Regions from separate parts of the Sus scrofa genome. Here region 2 is linked to region 1. Evidence: chromatin contacts called from public HiChIP or PLAC-seq data. All regions are on one chromosome and are shown on one strand. The core of a region is the stretch at or near the end of the contact, and the rest is flanking DNA. Distances in the headings are between cores, read along the strand shown. Region 1 has its middle 14 kb from the start of C16H5orf47. Region 2 overlaps LOC102164818 (a long non-coding RNA gene).

Region 1 (3,650 bases), core at 548-3,047:
GGAACTGTAGCCACCGGCCTACACCAGAGCCACAGCAACGCGGGATCCGATCCGCGTCTGCAACCTACACCACAGCTCACAGCACCACAGCTCACAGCAACGCCGGATCGTTAACCCACTGAGCAGGGGCAGGGACCGAACCGGCAACCTCATGGTTCCTAGTCGGATTTGTTAACCACTGCGCCACGATGGGAACTCCTTTTTTTTTTTTTTTTTTTTGTCTTTTTGCTATTTCTTTGGGCCGCTCCCAAGGCATATGGAGGTTCCCAGGCCAGGGGTCGAAACGGAGCTGTAGCCACTGGCCTACGCCAGAGCCACAGCAACGCGGGATCCGTAGAGACTTTCTATACACTAGGAACATTTGGAGCCTCTCAGGAGTAGGAAACCCCATTTGCAGCAGCGTGGAAGATCCAAAATACTTTGCGATCAATTTAAGGAGATATTCAAAAACCTATAGTAATGAATATTTGAAATGTACTCTACCTTAATCAGAGTAACACTTAAGCAGTATTAGAGTTGGTTCAATGCCTCCAATGAGTTCATTACTTGTTATAACAAGGTCTTTCATACCCTTCCAAACAGGCCAAGAATTTCATGAGAATTTTGGGGTAGGAAGGGGTCTTGTGTAAAAATGAACATTTGTAGTTGATACTCTCTTTCTGAATCTTCTTTGTCTATGTAGTATTAGGCAGGTCTTGTTTTCTTCTGCTTTCATGAAGATTTTTCCTTTGTGAAGTGTTCTGAAAGAATTGTGTATACTTGTCTGATTGTCTGCTTTCATCTTCTGAATGTAAATGCTGATAAGACAAGGAATTTGCTGGCTTTGCCACTACAACAGGACGAACACTTGGATGAATGATAGAATGAATAAGAAAACTCCTGGGTATAATTCTCCTTTGCAGATTACCACCTTTGGCTAACAGAGAATGAGTTCAAAATTCAGATTAGAGGTCCTATGAATAATAATTATGCCGTTTCTTTGTAAGGCAGTATCTCCTGAGATTGACCTTAGCAACTCCCAATGCTGGGTGTGGGCCTCATATGTCACTAGGGCTCAGATTGCACAAATGACTCACCAAAATCACATAGACACCACACACACACACACACACACACCCCTACCCCTGAGGCCTCAAATCAAGGTCTTTGTCTCCAGAATATATATGCCAAGAGGACACATGCCTCTGTGTCCTATCCGCCAGTATACTCTGGATAAATAATATGCATATATTTGTTGAAGAAATAACTGAAGAAACTCCTGGATACAATTCTCTTTCTGGGACTAGGGCAAATTCTAAAACATAGCAGCTTCTAGCCTCTTGCCCTCTCTGGCTTGTCTGTTCTGGCATCAGGAGAGGCCAGTGCTTTGCTCCTTCTCCCCTCCCCCCGACCCCTTCCCTGGAGCCTGGGTCCCCCAGCCTCTAGTCCAGGAGCTGCACCCTCAGCCCAGGCAGACTCTTCTCCCAGCTTCCGCCAAGGCTTCACAGGGACTAAGTTTCGGCTTCTTCAGCTTGGTGTCAGAAACCTGTTAGAAACTTGCAGAGTCTCAGCTCCCAGTGGGGCCGAACCAGAAGCCACATTTGAGCACTGTCCCGGGGTCCCATTAGCATTTGAGGGCTCTGAGCTGCCTTTATCAAGCATTCCGATTTCTATTTTGCTGGGGAAATACCTGGGCCTTGGGGCCCCATCAGCCTACTGGTCCTCCTGAAGCACTGCGATCTCTTACTGGCGGTTTTGAGAGCTGGCTTTGGAAAGAGAACCAACGTCAGGATCCTGTGAGTCACCCACTTGGCAAACATTTATTAAGCACTTATGATGTGCAAGGCCCATGACAGGTCCTGAGGACACAAACATGATTAACACAGTGTATATCTCCCCTGCTGAAAAAAGCAGAGACACAGACTCCATAGGTTGATAATAAATGCTAGTCAGAAAGAGCACTTCTGGTAACAAAGTGTGATGATGTTGAATAGGGATGCGGGTGTTTAGAAAGAGTGATTCAGGAAGTTCTCGCAGAGGAGTAGGTGTTTTTTCTAAGTCCCAGAGGTGGAATGAGGAGCCAGCTCTGTTCTGCATTGCGTTGAAGTGGAGGAGAGGGTGGGGCAGGGTGAGCAAATGATTTTTCACCTGAGGAAAAACACAAGTATGTAGACCCAGCCCCAGGAAAGACGACTTGCACTGGACGAAGGAGAGAGGTCTGCTTGTGGCTTGAGGGCACAATGAAGAGGGAGAGACAAAAAAGATGGAATTCTCTGTCTTGGCACAACGGGAACCAGTCCAACTAGTATCCATGAGGATGAGGGTTGGATCCCTGGCCTTGCTTAGTGGATCAGGGATCTGGTGTTTCTGTGAGCTGCGGCTCAGATTTGGTCCCTGGCCTGGGAACTTACCTGTGCTGAGGGTGCAGCCCTAAAAAGCAAAAAAAAAAAAAAAAAAAAAAAAAGTAGAAGAGGAGGTTAGGGTGGGGGGTGGAGCTGGCGCCTGGGAAAACATGCGATTTTATTATCTCCAGGGCCATAGGAAGCTGCTGTAAGGTTTTAGCAGCAAGGCTTGGCAAAGTCAGCTTGCTGTTCCACCTTAGCTGCAGGGGAAGAATTGCAGCAGGGAGAGGATGGCAGCGAGGAGGTTGTAGCCTGTGGGGCACTAGGATTCACATCACTGGATCCTCATGCCAGTCCTGGGAGCTGAGGATCATGGTCCCCTCTGAACAGAGATGAGTGCCTTTGGGTGGTGTATGTAACCCCACAGAAGAGAAAGGGACTTTCCCAAGGTAGCTGCTTCCAGCAATGGCCAGATCTGGGATAATAATGGTCTTGCTAATGAGGGTCTCTAATGTTTATAGTTTGGGGTATTTCTGCTTGTTTTTTTATGCCCCCCCCCCCGCACTTTTTAGGGCAGAACCTGTGGCAAATGGAAGTTCCCAGGCTTGGGGTGGAATCAGCTGCAGCTGCCGGCCACAGCCACAGCCCCAGCAACGCCAGTTCCAAGCCAAGTCTGTGACCTACACCACAGCTCCTGGCAATGATGAATCCTAAACCCACTGAGTGAGGCTAAGATCAGACCTGAATCTTCATGGATACTAGTTGGGTTTCCACTGAGCCACAGTGGGAACTCCATTTTTGTAGTTATTGTTTGTTTTAACTTTTGCCTCATTTAATGCTTACCTGAACCAGACCATGGAGATATTAGTTTTTGCCTCCCCCCTTTTTTAATTACTCAAATGAATTTATCACATCTGTAGTTGTATAATGATCATAACAATCTGATTTCACAGGATTTCCATCCCACAGCCCAAGCACATCCCCCCACCTCCCAAACTGTCTCCTCCGGAGACCATAAGTTTTTCAATGTCTATGAGTCAGCATCTGTTCTGCAAAGAAGTTCCGTCTGTCCTTTTTTCAGATTCTGCACGTCAGTGAAAGCATTTGATGTTGGTATCTCATTGTATGGCTGACTTCACTTAGCATGATAATTTCTAGGTCCATCCATGTTGCTAAAAATGCCGGTATTTTGTTCCTTTTAATGGCTGAGTAATATTCCATTGTGTATATGTACCACATCTTCTTGATCCACTCCTTTGTCGATGGACACTTAGGTTGTTTCCATGTCTTGGCTGTTGCAAATAGTGCTGCAATGAACACTGGAGTACA
Region 2 (3,650 bases), core at 650-3,149, 200 kb after region 1:
CTGAGAGTGAAGGTGAGCGATGCAGTACGGCCTTGATTGGTGCTTCTAAAATGTTCCCTCTCCCCTCTTTAGTTTGGGCTGGAGCTAGTGACTTGTTTCTAATCAATAGATTAAGATAGCAATGGGCTGCCACTTCCAAGATTCGGTTCTAAAAGACTCCCCTCTTGTTTTCTTGCTTGCTTGTTCCGATGAAGCAAGCTGCCACACTGTAAGCTACCCTATGGAGAAGCCCTAGGGACAAGAAACTGAGGATGCCTCTTGCCAACAGCAAGCGAGGAGCTAAATCCTACCAACAAGCGCGTGAGTGATCTCGGAAGCAGAGTCACCCTGAGTTGAGCCTTGAGATGACTGCAGCCTCAGTGGATAACTTGGGTTGCAGCCTTGTGAGAAGCCCTGAGCCAGAGGACCCAGCTTAGTCACACCCAGATTCCTGGCCCACAGAAACTGTGAGGAAATAAACTCATGTTGTTTCCTAAGTCACTAAGCTTGGGGGTCATTTGTTACACAGTGATGGATGACTAATGCAGCTGATAAGGTACACAGGTGTGAGATAATGCAAAGTATTCAGCAGTTCGTCTTAGGATTTCAGTAAATTCTCTGCTTGGAACCCATGTGTAATTCACCTGAGCTTCTGACTCTGAACTTTTCTGATTCATAAAATCTACATATCGTATGAAGTTGGATGTAAGATAATGTTAGCTTCTCTAACATGGAAGTGGTAGGGACAATGAGAGGTTGGAAGGGACAGGAATTAACCTTTGCTGACAACCTATGGAGGTTCAGGTTCTCAAGATGCTTTTGGTTCTTGGGAAAATATTCCCAGTGTTGGCCCAGGCAACTCTTTCTAGTGAAACTGAAGAGGCTCAGCATTGACTCTGGCAGGGACAACATTCTCCCATTTCTTCTAACTAACAGAACCCCTGTATTATTGGGGGTGTCCACTCATCTGGTACATTTCCTAGCTCCCTCACTGTAGGGCAGCCAATAAGCTATAAGCAGAAATCACTGGATGGAATTTCTGGTAGTTTTTATTTGTCTGTTGGTTTTGTTTGTTTTAATATTGACTCATTTGAGAAGTGCACAATCTTGTACTTCTCTTTCTCCTTGCTGGCACCTGGAATGTGGGTATGATGGCTGGATCTGTGGCAGCATTTATGACCATGCAATGCACCTTGATGATGGAAGCCACACTTTAAGGACAGCAGAACAAAAAGATGGAAAAAGCCTTGGCCAGAGAGTCAGTCCTTGACTGTTTGCGGTTTCATATGAGAGAAAAGTAAATCTTTATCTTGTTTAGGCCACTTTTATCCAGGTTTTCTGTTATGGGTAGCTGACAAACCAGTCAGTCCTAAATGATACGCTTGCATCCTAAGTAAGGTATTTAAGGAATTTGGGGATTTCTCTTTTAAATTGCCAGGACTCCAGACTCTCAGAGAAAATTTTACCTTATGCCCCTCTTGGCTAAAAAGTTACTAGTATGCTGACAAAAATTTCCTGAGCTTTACCCCATGCACTGAACTCTAGCCATTACGGGTAGCTGCCTCACAGTGTATTTGTGAGACGGGATCATCATCCCATTTTACAGATGAGGAAGTGGAAACTCAGATTCCATCACCATCCAGGGAACATGGCTAGAATTTGAACTCAGATCTGTCTGAACCCACAGCTCGTATTTTTTTTTTTCTATTGCTTTCCCATTGTCTCCCAGCTCTAGAACGCTGAGTCCTCATTCAGGCAGAAGGTGGGGCCGGTCAAACCACCCTGAGGTCCCTGGATCAGAGGGTGCAGCCCTCACCCACGTCTTCCATCTGCAGCTACCGGCTGAGGTCTTCTCCAGTGCAAGGTTACTAAAGCGGATGGCCCAGCTGGTCCTCTCCCCAGCTCACTGCCATCCTGTTTACTGGCCATCTGGCCCTCATCTCTGTGATTCTCTGACTGTCCCTCCTCAAGGACCCTCTTAAAGGGACAGAGCCTCTCTGGTTTCAGTAAACGACCTCCATTCCTAAACCTAGATGCTCAACCTTGACCAGAGCAAGCCTGACAAAGAAAAGGCCAAAACAGTAGGGATTTCTGGGAGCAACACAAGTCTATTTCTAAGCTCAGATTACAGCATCCGAAAGGACGACTCGTTCCAGGCAAACACGCTCCCACCCCCTGGCAGGAATGTGATCAGAGCAGCCTGACTCCTCGGCAGGTTCTGAATGTTCTCCGCTGAAACTTGCTTTATCCTGGTTGAAACTCCTGTCTGTCCCAGGAGAGACTGGAAATATACTCTTTCTAGGAGCTGCTGGAAAATTAACCCACATTAGCAGAGACCTAGGTGAGGCTGAATTGGGGACAGGAAGGTCCGCTTGAAAGAAAAAAAAAATGTTCTTTGTAACCAGGACAAGGCTAAATAAACCCTCTCTCCATTGGTCCAAATCTATGCCAGCCTCCCACTGGCATCCGTGGGTGTGCTGAGAACAAGCTATGGATTTCTACAGAGACTGTCACCATAGCACTAGGGGCCTTATTCTGCTATTTCAAGAGGGAAAATAATCGAAAGGTCAAAGGAAGAAAATCTACCATCGAGCTTTTCAAACTGCAAATATTTATTAACACTTTAGCAAGCGCCTGGCACTACATTAGATGGCGGCCACAGCAAGATGGGCAGGGAGAGATGAGCCATCTTGCAACCCCCATGAGTCAAGCACAAGGCTGGGCACTGTTTCTCTCTCTACAGTCTTGAAAGGGCAAAGAATAATCCCCATTTTGTCAACTGGGGAAAAAATGAAGGGCATCCAGGAGCTAGAATCAGGAATGTGATACTGGACCAGACTGAATCCCGGTAGAGGGGGGATTCTTTTTTCTTTCTTTCTTTCTTTTTTTTTTTAGGGCCCCACCTGTGGCATGTGGAAGTTTCCAGACTAGGGGTTGATTTAGAGCTGCAGCTGCCAGCCTACGCCAGAGCCACAGCAACGCTGGATCCGAGCTGCATCTGAGACCTATGCCACAGCTCACGGCAACGCTGGATCCTTAACCCACTGAGCAAGGCCAGGGATTGAACCCACATCTTCATGGACCCTATGTGGGATTCTTAACCTGCTGAGCCACAATGGGAACTCTGGGGCGGAGGGGGTGGTTCTGAATATAAAATACTCCTTGGTCTGTTCACTGAGACACGGGGTGTTAGGGAGCCGAGAGGGGTGTGGAGGCAGCGGGGAGGATCTCAGAGAGAATCTGGCACCTGCTGTTGGCCTGAGGGACAAGGAAAGGCAGTAGTGTTGCCAGCCCAGTGGGAACGGCAGGGGAAAGAGGGGCCCCGGGCTTGGGGCAGGTGGGAGCAGGGCAGAGAGTGGGTGGGAGGGGGTGGCAGTGGAGAGTCAGCAGCACAGGGACATCTGCTGACCGCACCTGAGCCACGGTCTCCCCCCTGGGTGCTGCCAAGCTCCATCCAAGCAACTGAGGATGGAAGGGGATGCTTCCCTGTAGGAACTGGCGGCTACTGCACTAATTCTGGTTAACAACCACCAAACCCAGTGGCTTACACTAACAAGCATTTTTTTTTTTCCTTCATGCTCACAAATTGGAGGACAAATTGTGCCTCTGCTGGGGTCGCCTGGGCTTGGCTCCAGGCTCCAGGTTGAGTTGGGTCTGGGCCACGTGCTCCT

Evidence for each region. HiChIP or PLAC-seq counts read pairs in DNA pulled down with a chosen protein or histone mark.
Region 2: a contact with region 1 is called in an H3K27ac HiChIP or PLAC-seq map of skeletal muscle. The contact joins two enhancer-like sites. A contact is called at or near these places in 2 of 2 datasets of contacts at active chromatin or transcription factors (alveolar macrophages and skeletal muscle).

The regions. Positions count from the first base shown.
Region 1 is chr16:50,412,519-50,416,168 of Sscrofa11.1, forward strand. No RefSeq gene overlaps it. Among named protein-coding and RNA genes, the nearest start is that of C16H5orf47, 14 kb to the left of the region's middle. Within about 2 kb of position 1,798, at least 17 of the 83 cell types and tissues checked have an H3K27ac peak or open chromatin away from gene starts, as enhancers often do. A contact at or near this core is called in skeletal muscle, where this site is marked.
Region 2 is chr16:50,612,207-50,615,856 of Sscrofa11.1, forward strand. The region is part of intron 4 of LOC102164818 (a long non-coding RNA gene); the gene reads right to left. Among named protein-coding and RNA genes, the nearest start is that of CPEB4, 110 kb to the left of the region's middle. Within about 2 kb of position 1,900, at least 10 of the 83 cell types and tissues checked have an H3K27ac peak or open chromatin away from gene starts, as enhancers often do. A contact at or near this core is called in skeletal muscle, where this site is marked.